Linked DNA regions of Gossypium arboreum: region 1 is linked to region 2. The links are chromatin contacts, called in public Hi-C maps. All regions are on one chromosome and are shown on one strand. The core of a region is the stretch at or near the end of the contact, and the rest is flanking DNA. Distances in the headings are between cores, read along the strand shown. Region 1 holds the start of LOC108458381 (protein PHOTOSYSTEM I ASSEMBLY 2, chloroplastic-like). Region 2 holds the start of LOC108486323 (E3 ubiquitin-protein ligase BRE1-like 2).

Evidence for each region. Hi-C and Micro-C count contacts between places; a contact is called where the count stands out from the background.
Region 1: a Hi-C map of leaf shows a contact between it and region 2, with 2.5 times the contacts expected there. The contact joins the promoter of LOC108458381 here to the promoter of LOC108486323 in region 2. A contact is called at or near these places in 2 of 5 Hi-C or Micro-C datasets (both in leaf).

The regions. Positions count from the first base shown.
Region 1 is chr8:121,386,377-121,393,853 of ASM2569848v2, forward strand. It overlaps LOC108458381 (protein PHOTOSYSTEM I ASSEMBLY 2, chloroplastic-like), which reads left to right and starts at 2,275. Exons shown (of 5, transcript XM_017757748.2): 1 at 2,275-2,666; 2 at 3,361-3,461; 3 at 3,654-3,819; 4 at 4,387-4,479; 5 at 4,963-5,390. The coding sequence starts at 2,591. The coding sequence ends at 5,093.
Region 2 is chr8:120,724,873-120,732,269 of ASM2569848v2, forward strand. It overlaps LOC108486323 (E3 ubiquitin-protein ligase BRE1-like 2), which reads right to left and starts at 2,196. Exons shown (of 20, transcript XM_053031758.1): 1 at 1,840-2,196; 2 at 678-729; 3 at 384-545; 4 at 210-297; 5 at 1-65. The coding sequence starts at 686.

The DNA.
Region 1 (7,477 bases), core at 1,025-3,524, 660 kb after region 2:
ATACACATCTAGAACACTTAACCACTGAAGCAAATACACAATTATGTCAAATAGTTATAGAATTAGAAATAAATTATTCAAGGCATTACATTTCTGGTTTTTTAATCTTATTTATTGGTTTTTTGTATTTGATATTTTAAATACAAATTATTTAATTTATTTTATCTTATATAATAGTTGTTAATCTATATATGCATTTGTTCATTAACGTGTTTTGTCTAATAATCTTAAGACAGATTTTAGTATTTTGCAATTCTCTAATTCAAGATGAACGAGACACCAAGGTGAAAAAGAAAAAAAAATTGAAAAAAATCTGTTTGAGAATTTATTCCCATCGTTCAACGGATTTTATTCTATTTTTTATTTTATTTCCAAACGAGAATTAAAATTAAATAAAAGCTATTTCGAGATTTATTCTCACCACTCAATGATTTTATTAGTAAAATTTTAACATACCATATGTCACTTTTCAGTCAATTACATATGACCATGCTTCCTTGTTATATATATATATATATATATATAAATTCTAAAAATATAAAAATATTAAATATTAAATTTTTAAAAATATATAGAAAATTGTGAAATATATCAATATGTTTTTAAAAATTCAAAAATATTAAAAGAATATAAAATGAGAAATTTAGTTAAGTTTTAGAAAAGTTCAAAAAATATTATAGTTAAAAAAATAGTTAAACTTTAGAAATTTGCAAGAAAATGTGAACTTTTATATATATATATATATATATACTCTAGAAAACTGTACTAATTTAATTTTTCTGAAAAAAAACTCGGAAATAAGATATAAATAAAACCCAATAATGCTAAAATTTTCATTCTCATCCAAATCAATCCGAACTTAATTAAAAGCCTAATAATATTAAATTTCCTTAAAAATTCTAATTTTTAAATATAATTTAACATAATTTTTAATAGTTTTAATAATTTATAATATTTTAAGATTTTTTAAAATTTTTAAAATTATTGTTAAATATTTGTTTTAAAAATTAAAATAATATTTTAATTATAGTTGAAAGACCAAATTAATAAAATTTAATATTTAGTATTAATTTCGGTTTACGATAAATTAACGGGCTATTAAAATTTGAGGTGAGCATGGGCTGGGTTCGGGCTGGGCTCAACTAAAATTTTAGGCTTGTTTGCTAGGCCGGGCCCTACCCGGCCCAAAAAATGGGCCTAAAATTTTGCCTAAGCCCGACCCAGATAAAAATACTAAAACTCGAGTCTAACCTAACCGCCCATATTAATTTTTATATTATTTTTATATAATTTAAAATATAAATAATGCATAAAAAATACTAAAAATATCAAAATAAATATTTTCCAACAAATTGTAAATAAATTTTAAAATATATATACTTAAATAACACTAAGATAGATGCAACTTAACAATCAAATGTCTCTAAAATAATAACAAAATTAACAATAAAATAAATTTTATACAATATCCAAACAATAACAATGAATAGTAGCAACATAATAGTAAAATGGTAGCAAAATAGGGAGAAAACCATAAGAAAATAATATTAAAAAAATGCAGATTTTTTTTCCTTTTAGTGTATTCGGGCCGAGCCGGACTTGGGCCAAAAATGCCTTACCCAAGGCCCGGCCCATTTTTTAAACGGGCCTTATGTTTTTACCCAAGTTCATTTTTTGGGCCTATATTTTTGCCCAAATCCTTCCAAATTTCGGACGGCCCGGCCCGACCATGATAGTTCTAATTAAAATGCTCCAAATTGTTTTTATCAAAATATGTGGAGAAAATAAGGTAGGTTATACTGGATACCTATAGTTAAAGGCAAATTTAAGGGGTAGGTAAGAAAAATCTACTTTGACCCCTTCAATAAAATTGAAAATTATCAATTTAGTCCTTATCTAAACAATGAAATTATATATTCATATATGGTAATATCTAAACAATGAAATTATATATTCATATATGGTAAATTTATACTTTGGCTCTTTGTAATTTAATAATAATTGAGAAAACTTAAATGTAATTTTTTATTTGTAAGATTTAACCCTTCTATTCTACCCTTTGCATTCGCCCCTGGAAGGCTGACAACAATATAGAATATATTTGAGCTTTCAAAAGGGTCCAACTTTCTATATAATTTTTATAGAATTTTTAGATAAATATTTTGAATAGTTTAATCATATTTTGTAAATTTTTAAGTTAAATGATTAAAAGGTAAATTTATTAATAGTTTGGTAATTATAGGTGGAATTTACCCTATATTTTTGTGTGATTAAGGACGACTTTGCATCACATTATCCGAAGAAATAGGATACGGGTGCAGAGGTGACAGAAGCTTAGTGGAAGGAAACATTGAGTTCACACAGAATATCAGATAATTCTCCAAGCCAAAATAAGCAAATTGAAAATCCAATCCATTCTTCCTTTCTCTCGTTTCACTTAGACTAGGTATCTGCTAAACTTTAACCTTTTTCCATTTGCAACAAAAATTGAATACATGGGTAGCTCCAGCATGGCGTTATCAGCTTCTTAAAGGAACTCAAGCTAAACCTTTTTATCCAAACATCGTGAATATCAGAGAAGAGTCTAGTTATGGCTTACTCTTCTTCCAATCTTTCTTCAATCCCACACCTTCCTACTTTCACTTTAAAACCTTCCCCGCCTCACTGTAAGTTCTTTCCTTGTCTATATATTTAGTTGTGTATATTTGTGAAATGGAGCTAGGCCTTGTTTTTAACTTTTCATTTCCTTTCAATGGAAGTTTCACATATAATATTATGTTCATGGGGTTTTCTTTTTGTACATTCAGGCTAAACCTTTTTATCCAAATTCTGAAACTTTAGATAGTTATTAGAATTATTTCCATTTTAGGTCAGCTCCTTAAAGGTATCTTATCCCTTTCTGTTAACTTTTAAAAAGATTAATAGTTGGTACATTGTTTATATGAATTAGCTAAGTAGCAAGTTGTGTAAGATGCTCAAGGATTAGAATATTGAGTGTAATTAATCTTTTTTCTAAAGAATTTATGGAAAGTTTTGTACAGATTTTTTTCCCCAGTGAATTGGGTGCTGTTAAATGCTTTGAGTGTGGATGTAAAGGATGGCTCCATTTTTGCAACTGAAAATCGGATTAGAAGTCAAAAGTAATTTCACAATATGAATTTTTTTGTTAAATTCCTGGATCATGATACAATTTATTTGAAAAGAAACATGTTGAATTTATCCATTCATGTTTGATTTTCCAATTAGCTATGAATTTGAGGTGTTGCTCCTTTTGCTGCCAATGCATGTATTTTTGTTTTTATGGATTTCCATTAACAATACAAGTGTTTTAAACACCGTCTTTCATTGCTTTAACGACAGCAAGCTCAAGGTTTGTTTCAGCTCAGATAAGATCTAGTTTGGAGAATGAGAGCTGTACAACTGGAGTTTCAAATGATTCATTGGAACCTGATAAGAAGAAGGTTTCACTTATTTGTTTTCCAACATCTATTTTGTTAGTACTCTTCAAATTGACTACTCACACACCATCTTTTATTTGTTTCAGAAACCAAAGAGTCTAAAGCTATTTTATATGTCTGATTTGCACTAATTGGGTAGAATCTTCATTATTTACTACATTGTTTATAGTTAATAGGTTCCAACATTTTCTGCAGGCAGCTGAGTTGCCAACATCACGGCGTATGTGTCTTACATGCTTATGTTCAAGCCTAGCTTTAATCAGCAGTTCTAGCAGCTCTGCTTCTGCAGGATCAGCAATGGCTATGGATGGGAATGAAAGGGCTGTATGCCGCAATTGTGCAGGGAGTGGTGCTGTACTTTGTGAGTGTCACTTTTGCAGTTTATTTTGTATGATACTTTGTTGTCTAACCAAGTGAACCACCCTTGTATGCATCTTATAATCTTTTCTGAGATTGTCCTTTACCCTGCTTCCTGACATCGGCAAAAGACATACGAACTCTTGTTTATGATTTACTGATTGCTCGTCTTGTATGATAAAAAGATTAGCCTTCAATTGGGCAAAATTCCTCGCACCATTTATTGATTTCTATGTATTAGATAATAGCCAACTAACAAACCGGTTAGAGTAGTTTATTTTCTTCTTTGTCCTGCGGGGATTAGTTGTGCTGCATGGCTGACTGTCATGGGACTCTTTTTTCTAATCAAATTATATTGATCTTTCAGCGAAAGTGCTCGTTGAATGCAAGTATTTTGGCTCGAATTTAGATTTTAGTTTATTCATCACATATAATTGTCTCTTCTGTTGTTGACATGTTAACATGTTTTTATTCATGTTTGAAGTAGAAGAAGAAAAAACTTGCAGACATCAGTAGTGAAATTTTTAATCCTCTTTTTGATTCACAAGATGTTAATCTGTTCTTTATTTAGGTGATATGTGTGGTGGTACAGGAAAATGGAAAGCTCTCAACAGGAAACGTGCTAAGGATGTTTACGAGTTTACTGAATGTCCAAACTGTTATGGTATGCAGTCTTCTTCCCCTAACATTACTTCTTAATTTGCTATAGCAACCAACTATTTTTAGTTTTTCTTGTTTTGGATTGCTATACGACTTGCCTTGAGCATGCACTTATCTGAAGATCCACGTTATGGTTGATTGCCTAGGGGTTACTCTTAAAAGCAATTGGTAATCATGAACATGTGTTCATGTCAGCACCTCAGAATACAGCGGAATTGCATTTGTTATGATACTTGATGACAAATAAGTTGAATACGCACCTTTCTATGATCTAGTTGCTGTTATTGTCCAATTCTATTGAGTACAAACAAGGATGCATAAGCATGTAGCAAAGAACGATGTCTGTTTTATGTTTAACATATACCGATTGTGTAGCTTGAGATTCTAAACTGTCATGAAATTTTCTTCTAAATTTTATGTTCCTTTCCCAATTGTCCATATAGAAGAATTTTTTATGTAACTGATCACTGGTTGCTACTGTGTGCAGGTCGGGGGAAACTGGTGTGTCCTGTTTGTTTAGGTACCGGTTTACCAAATAACAAAGGTCTTCTAAGGAGGCCCGATGCACAGAAATTGCTTGACAAGATGTACAACGGTCGACTTTTGCCAAGTTCATAGACCCGTCATGCCCCTTGGACCCAGATGTTATTGTCGTTGGCATCATGGTAATTTAGTTTAGAAAACTTATCGGTTACTTTAGTGAAACTTGGAAAATATTTCCCGACCTAAATACTACAATCTGGTTTGTTTTAACAATACAATTTTGATCTTTGTAAGCAATTTATTGGCATTTTGTTTAATATGGAGAGGACAATAGACCACATTGTTAGATTCTGTTTCTTCCTTTTGTTGTAATTTTCAAGGTGACTCATGTTTGATTTGAAACCATCAATGTAATTATTCAATTCATAACTAGCTAAGTTGCTAAGCATGACCAAGTAATACATCGAAACATGAAGCAAAGCAGAAAATGAAAAGAAATCAAGGAAGACTTGAGAGAATTTTCCTCAAGAAATATTTGTTTATTAAGAAAATATATGCTCTTCCGCTCAAAAAACAACCCTTAGTTTAACGGGCTTGACACGTTAAGCTAACCTTGATCAGCTTAACTCCTATTTGTATTCCAATATTCCTCCATCACTTTTCTCCTCTCCAATTGTTGTACACAATATTTGACTGGCATTGTTCTAGAGAACATACCAGTAGCCTGTCAGGGGTTTTGTAAAGATATCGGTAACTTGTTCCTTGGCTCCTACATAATTGACTCAAAAGTTATCCCTGTACTAGTTTCTCCCTAACAAAATGTACATGTCATGAGCTAAATTACAAAGCTCGTGACCATGGCACAAGATGTATCCCATGGAAGTCTATCGATTAGATGGGGATCATTTAGCCCAGGAGAATTGGCCCAATTTAAAAAATTGTTGGAGAAGCCTATCAGATTGAAGTTTGGGTGGCCTAATGATAAAGATATGGCAACATAGGCTACCTTGGTAAATATGAGAACTAATCTTAGAAGATTGATAGGAATCATATCTTGAAAAGATTAGATTTGATTTGATATTATGTAATCTTGTAAATCCCTAAAATCAAAGGATAGGCTAATCTCGTCTGTCGGTGTAACTTAATCTGGACTATAGGTTTTGGGGGAGCTCAACTATAAATAGAGAACCTCCCCTCACTTGTAAATCATCCATTGTAACTTGAATTTTTAAGAGTAATAGAATTCTTGGAGAGCATTTACTCAAACCCCTCTCGTGTATTTTTTCTGTGGCTTTCTGTTGTTCTTTTGTAGCTTCTTTTGGCACAATTGCTTCCGCTATACAAATTGGTGCCTTGGAAGAATTTTAAAGGAATCCTCACTTGTGGTGGTTAGGTTGACTTAGGCGATTTTGGAATGAACGAATCGCAGCAATATGCATTGCACTTGCATTTTGGCACCAAATCACAAGTGTTCCAATCAGTTTAAAACTCAACACATGGTCACATCAGTTATTGTGTTAGCTAGACTTATGTATTCAGCTTCTAATATCAACATGCGCGTCTCATTCTCTTTCTTCAAAGACCAACAAGTGACGATTGTTTCATCAATGGCTCTTGCATGAATTGATTCACTTTATCCATGCTATACATGATGTCAGGTCGAGCCAAAGAAATTTATTGAAGAGCCCTAACAGTACTTTTGTATTTTGTAGCATCTGTTGGTGCTTTCATCACCTATGACTATGAAGTATTGGTGCAGTAACCATTGGTGTCGGTACTGATTTGCCCCAATACGACTTACTTTAATGCCAAGAAATTAACTCAAGTCTCTTAGGTCTTTCTAGGAGAACTGTTGGTCAAGTTGAATTATTTAATCAATCAAAATAGAATCATTTACATAAACAATGAAAAAGGCACATGAGCGTTGTGAGGAATTAGTTATAGATGACTTAAATCCTAGCACAGACACAATAATATTTCGCAATTTCTTGAATCAAGTTTGAGAGGCCGTATAAGCTTTTATTCAACTTACAAATTATGAAAATATGTCAAAAGATTAATTATGAGATGATTATAATAGCATTTTCATTTAACTAATTTATTAATAAAAGGTATTATCATTATTATTTTTGGTATCTATTTTATATATTAAATAAATTGATTAATAATAAAATCCCGAGCATAATATGATTATTTTCAAAACATCAACATATGAGTACATATTACAGAACATTGTAACGGATCGACCCACCATAAGAATGTTTATTGAATTACTATATATTAATCACAACAATTCTTATAATGATAATAGTGTGTATGATCCTTAGACTAGAGTCATCATAGTTCCAATCGCAGGAATCATATACTTTGATAGAGTCTAATGTCTTCCGTAAATGGTTGTACTATAATACCACAAACTATGTGGTGAGATATGAATGGTTAAGCAGCATTTTATCCCCCTACATAATGGAAGGATATCTTAAACTCTTTGATTGAGTGAGACTAGAAATGCATAATCG
Region 2 (7,397 bases), core at 946-3,445:
AATAAAATCTGTTTCTAGAAGCCTACAAAGAAACATCTCCTCCACAGGGCACGATGGAATAGAACCTAAAGAGGGCAAGTTAATGTATTGTAAATTTGAGAGAACTTACACTTTGACTTTTTACTATTAAAAGACACAGCACTACCTCTCCCAACTCCAAAAACACACAAAAGTAAATTTGTTCAACAAAAAATTAGTCTGATCTGAACCTCGAGAATTGTCAGCTTCGTCCAATATTCGTAAAGCATTATGGCCTCCTCCAGCTCGTATTCCAAGCAGGACCAAATCATCAACCAACTATAGAGTAGAGTAACAAAAAAGAACTATAAAAAAATCATAATGATCAAAACAGATGAAAGTAAAAGAGTGCCATAAAAAAATACCTGATTCCAGAGTTGGTTCACAGTTATCAACATATCATCATAAGAGGCTTGCTTGTCTTTTAATTCTTTAATTTTGGTTTCAAGATCATGCAACTCATGTTTCTGAATATCTAACTGCTGGACAAGTTTTTGATTCTGGTACTGGAGAACTGCCGCATCAACCTGGATAAAAAGAATTCCTCTATATCAAATAAAATGCATGAGAGAATTAAAAACACAAATTTGTAAACATGCAGGGAAAAAGTTCAAAAACGGATTTTATCAATTTTAAATTTACTTGACATGTGCACCAACCTTACACATTGGGGTGTATGCAGAAATATCATAGTGATAATAAGATGGCACTCTGAAAAATCAAATCATGGATAAAAAGTGAAAGGCAAATTCAATCGGGTGGCAGGGGACAGTATATCTCCACTCATCTTTAGGTATGCCTGATATTGAATTAGGTTATGCTCAGGGCTTAGCTTATCAACTCAACAAAATGTGCAAACTGGTGGATTTATGGTGCCCATGCATATAATCAGATGCCTAAAACTGATTCATGACAAGTCTAGGAATGGTTTGAACCAGATAAGAGACCAGAATATAACTAGAAGTTTAGGGAAATTTTCAATTTCTAAGATAGATCCAAATAGGCAACTCAAATAATTTGAGATGATGAAAAAGACATCACATTTCATTAATTTACAATATTTCCATTTGACATATACAGCATTGATGCAGCAAACCTACTCGGTTAGTGCAAACTACTTCAACTATTCACATTATCAGCTCAATTTAATAATAATTGGAGTTACATAACCCTAGCAGATAAATTAAGTCAAAAAAAGATTTTTTTTTTTTTAAAACCCTTAATTTTGGTGTGTCACCCTAAATCCGCAAATCTAAACAAACAAAAGCATATCAGTGATATACTGATTATGGGTAAATCGCTAAGAGAAAGAGCTTGTTTTCCTTTTTCCCCGTATAGACCCACAGGGGAAGGGGAATCGAGTTTCGCAGCAAACTACTTATCCACCACTAACAATAAATTAAATCAAAATTGATCCACAACAAGTAATAAATAAATTCCCCTTCTCTTCCTATACTGTCTCGACGGCAGAGAGAAAGCATTTGAAATTAAAATTTTCCATGAATAACCCAGAGACCATGAAGAAATCGAATACAACTGAGCATCCAAGAAGAAAACTAATAGCAGGAAAAATTTTAGATCAACTTTCCATTTTGTGAACAGTCGAAAGTAATGTCCCAAGATTCAATATTTCAGTTTTAACATTTGATTCTTCCGGGCGACAGGACAAAACAAAATGTATTCCAGAGCAATTTTGATTTGAGGAGAAATTATAGCTCAAAAAGAAAGCGAATAAAATCATGCAAACCCATTAATTTATCAAGAAATTAAAGAGGAAAACAAAATATTTAAGAAAAAAAAAGTGTGTGAGAGAGAGATTACAGATTTGGTGTGGTTGGGAGAAGTGGAGGAATTACGGGCCATGGCGGGAGAATCCAAGTGAGGCCTCTTCTTCTCTGGTTCTTCAGATTCAAAGCTTTCCATTTACTGCAGTTAGGATTGCGATTTACACCCCCTCCCCTCTCTTTTACACTTGATTACTCTTTCGCCACACCATCAAATCCCAATCATCATGCGTTCCCAAAACCCTAACTGGAAACCCTAACTTACAAACTCTACTCGTTCCGAGAATGATAGATTCCAGTAATTTGCTTTCTACGGAGTCGTATATTGAGAAGAAAGCAGAAGAAAGATGCATCACCCGTTAAAACGGTGGCGTTTAACCTTATAGCTTTGTTGCTCTTCAACCAACCTTCTTCAAATAGTTGGTTGAACCAAATTAGACCGGCCGATTAGACCGATTGGATCAATAAGTTGTCGAAGTATTAGTTTGGAGAGATATTGATCGGTTGACGGGTGAGTTAATATGATCTAATTAAATTGGTTTAACCGGTTTCATTAGTTTTTTCTATTTTTTTATTTTTATAACTTTTTAAAAATTATTTAATAGAATTAGTGGGTTTAACGATTCAACCATGATTTTGTAAAAAATTTATAGTTTATATTAGGTTTAAATTAGTTGATTGTATTCGCAATTCAAATATATTATATTTATTTTTAAAACTTTATTATAAAATTTGTAACATTTTAGAGGCGACATGAAGTATTTAATTTCATGACATGTAACCTTCTTTTGTAAATTAAACTTTATAATTTTGATTCAAACTTAAACAATTTGATTAGATTAAAAAGGTAGGACTAGATAATTTCAAATGAAGTTAATAAATTAACGAGATAAATAAAGAATTTCAACTAAATTTAATAAATAATCTAGATAGAATAAAGAATTTTAATAAATTAATAAATAATATTTATATATGATAAATATTGAAGTAAACCGTAAAATAATAGAAAATCTCTAATCTTTTATACTCTAAAAATATAAATATTTGTGCAATTTGAAATTCTAGGTTATCAGCGTCACCATCACCATCATCCCTTTGTGATTTCATACGTAAGGTCTGTTTGGTAATATTTTGAAAAGTGTTATGAAAAAGTGCTTTTGAAAATTTGAGTGTTTAATATTGTTGTCAAAAAGTGCTTTTAAGAAATAAAATGTCCATTTTAGACATGATATTATAAACTAACAAATATATTTAAATAATGTTCAAATTAGTTAATATTATGATATTTTACCAATATATAAAAATAATTTATTATAACTTATTGTTAATATTTTAATATATAATATTAATTTTAAATATTTTTAAGTAATTTATTTTAATTATTTATTAAATTTAATTAGAATATATAAACTATATTTAAATATTTAAATATAATAATTAAATATTTGTAATTAGATAGTGACACAATTGTATTATTTTAAAATGATTTTTTATTTTTAATTAATGTTTTTAACACATTTGTATTATTTTATTTTAAAATATACTTTGAATATATAACTCATATTAAATATTAACATAACATAGAAAACATAAACCTAGCAAATTAAAATATTACATATATTTGGATTAAAGTTTCAAAAAGGGATAATATTTATAAGAAAGGATTGTATGAAACTGTGACGCCACGTCATCTGTATCCATTTCCAATAGTTTTATGCCACATCAGTATTCTTATCCTGAATTTTAGGATTTTATCCTGAATTTCAGTATTTTAATTTGAATTTGATTTTTTTAGGATAAAATCCTGAAATTTAGGATAAGAGTACTGATGTGGCATAAAATTATTGGAAAGGATACAGATGATGTGGCGTCACTGTTTCATACAATCCTTTCCCAATATTTATATACCAAATATAAATACTAAAAATTTTACAATAGCATTTACAATTTAAAGTGAATTCATTAAACTAGAAGCTATAGCATCTCTTATTAATTTCATTTCAAGACCACTTGAATTGTTTGATTCACCGTCATCATCACCATCATCATCGTCATCATCATCATCACTTTCTCAACCATGCGCATTTGCTAAATCAATAATATTCTCATACGCCCAGTTAATATCTTCGTATTCCATAAAATCTGCATCATTTTGACCGACATGTTTTCGGATAAAATTGTGTATCGTCATTGTAGCAACAACGATAATCGTTTACTTTTCAAAACTATAACTTGGCATATCCCTTAAAATGACCCATTTTTTTTTCAAAACACCAACAGTTCGTTCAATCACACTACGTAATGATGAATGTGAATGATTGAATATCTCTTCTTTAACAGATACCGGTCTAACTCTATGAAAGTCAGGTAAATGATATCGCTGACCTCTATATGGTCCAAGATAACCTTTCATTTGAGGATATCCAGAATCAACAAGATAATATTTTCCTACACATCATAATATAACAAACAATTAATTCAACAATTTTTTTATAAAATTATCAATTAAAGAACTTATACTTTATTCTTTTAAAAGAAAGAAATAAATGAAATATCTAACCATTTGGTGGGTGGGAAAATTTATATTTTGGATCTCGAATTGCATCAAGAAATATTCTAGTGTCATGTGCCGATCCTTCCCATCCAACCATGACAAAGGTGAAACACATATTAAAATCACACACTGCGATAACATTTTGAGTCGGGATACATTTTCTTCCAATATACAAAATTTGTTTATTTGGTGGAAGAATAGCGGCTATATGAGTACCATCAATTGCACCTATGTAATCCTGAACAAATAATCATATTAGTCTCGTGCATATTTTTAGTCGACCAAAAATATTAAAATATAATAATATAAAATTAAAATTTAACCTTCAAATGCGGCATATATCTAGAATCATTACGTATTTGTTCGGTTATTGAGCTAAAAAAATGATCTTCGAGTGCAATTAGATCAGTGGCTATCCTTGAAACTTTCTCAAGCACAATTGCAAAGTATCGAGTTATTGTTGATCCAGACCTTTGAAATCTTTCTCGACATTGGGAAACTTTTGCACCAGTGCCCAAGATGTATAAAAAAATTCCCAACATTTCACTAGAAGATATGTTTTTTGAAGTTTTCAAGTTGTATCTTGTCTTTAAAACTCTCAATAAACTTGCGAATACCATTTTAGACATCCTAAAATTAATCATACAACGTGATTCGTGACGATCAAGGATCTCTCAGATCCATGTCTCACCTGTCTGTTTTGAATCCATGCATGGTTACTTCAATATATACTTCTCATAATATAATTGCACAGAAGAAGATGCAACATCAAATAATCGATTAAAACATTCCATGCGTTGTAAAATCTCTTTCTTTTCCCTTTCATCATCACTTTCATCACCGCTGGAATTCTCAACTATACTCATCACCTGTGAATAAATTTTATATCCAAAATCATATATAAACAACTATTGATAAAAAAAATTTAGTATAAATAAGTAGAACATAAATTTAATATCCAAAATCAAACATAATCAATTATTGATAAAACTAGTACCATAAATTCAATATCCAAAGACCAAACATAAACAACTATTAATAAACAAGATTACACATAAATAAGTAGAATATAAATTCAATATCCAAAAACCAAACATAAACAACCATTGATAAAACTAGATTACACATAAATAAGTAGAACATAAATTTAATATCCAATAACCAAACATAAATAACTATTGATAAAACTGGTTTAGCAATGTTGTTTAATAACATAATAGATATCTCTGAACTCTAGAAGATTAGAAAATTTTCAACTATCCTCCATTTCCGTCTTAAGCCACAAAGCTCTAATCTTGGGATTAATTGATAAAAACATAATTCGCTTGTCCTTATTGAGCAATAATTTAAGTGAGAAAAAGTATAGCGGACTAGCTTCTGGAACTTCTTCCGACATGCTATCAAGCACTTTGACTGCTTGTGGAATACCATATGGATCCATAACAAGAGTCAAACTAGATGTGGCTTGACTCATATTGTCAGTGCATTGCATAATTTTTCTATTTGACTAGACAATCTTGCAGCCCCTCCAATTTGCTTTGAGGATTTCTTTCTTCCAGTTTTAAAATGTGAACTTGATATCTTAGGGTTTTTTTCTTTTTTGACCGTTTTCATCAATTTGAACATCATTTGAAATGTGAACATCATTTCTCACATTTTCTTCTTCATTCTCTTCAGGTATTTCATTGTTAACATCCTCCAAAAAATCACTACGGAGTGTACCAGAAGAAGGTGCCCATGCTTTATCACCTGTTGCAACTATCCCCATGAACATTTGGTCCAACTTCCCTTCGAATTCAGGATCAATGCCCGATGTTCTAAATTTTGAGCTTCCGGCACAACCTACATATAAAATGATAGTTTAAAAATAGTAATTATCAATAACCTCATAAATAATAAGGAAACAAAAATATTCAGAATTATTAATGTACCTTTAGCCTACTTTCCCACCAATCATCTGATGCATCAACGGTTCTTTTTATAGGATTCCACCCTAGACCAGTATCTTCGCCTTTAAGTTTCTTCCAAGCTTTCTATTTTTTTTAGGGCATTCCACCTATTTTTAAGTTGTCTTTGTGAAAAAGCCTTGCCTATTTCTTTCTCAAAGTTGGTCATTATTTTCAACCATCCATCTTTTGTGAAATGAGTACCAGGCCTATTGCCTTTCAATATCTCTTTAATACAAATATCACAAAATATTTCTGTCAATCTCTTATCCCACATTGCTTTGACTTTTTCACCACTAACTTCAACCGCCGAAGTACTCATCTATTGTGTATACAAACAGATTCGTTTCAGCTAGTAAAGCAATCAAGAAAATCAAATGTTACATAAGTATATTTTTTTACATGTGTATCAAAATCAAGATAGGATCCTAAGATTTTTTTTTCTCAATCAAATTCAACTTTTCAAGACCGGAATAATAACTAAGAAAGAGAACACAACTAATAATAGCATCAAACACAATTAAAAAGTCAATTGAATGAAACCGATTGAGTTATTAGGATTGTATAGTGCATGTAACATCTCGTACCCGAGACCGTGGCCGGAGTCGAACACGAGGTGCTAACAGACTTAACTTAATTATTTCCACAGTCCATTTAAAGATTTCCAGACTAGCTGGTTACTGCGTCACTGTCGCCTTAAAATTCATATCTTGAGTTTCAAAACTCGAAAATCAGTTTCGTAATTTTTTCCTGAAACTAGACTCATATTTCCATCTACAGATTTTTTTCTAGAATTTTTGGTCAAGCCAATTAGTACAGTTTATTAGTTAAAGTCTCCCCTGTTTTAGGGTTCGACTACACTGACCTTCATGCATTACGACTTGGATATCTCCCTGTACAGGGCTTCAATACTGATTCCATTTGTATCTATAGAAACTAGACTCAAAGAGGAATCTATACATATATGGCATGACTCCTAATTATCTCTGGTTAATTTATAATGAATTTCCAAAGTCGGAACAGGGAATCCAGAAATCGTTCTGGCCCTGTTTCACGAAAACCTAAATATCTCTTAACATACAACTCATATGACCG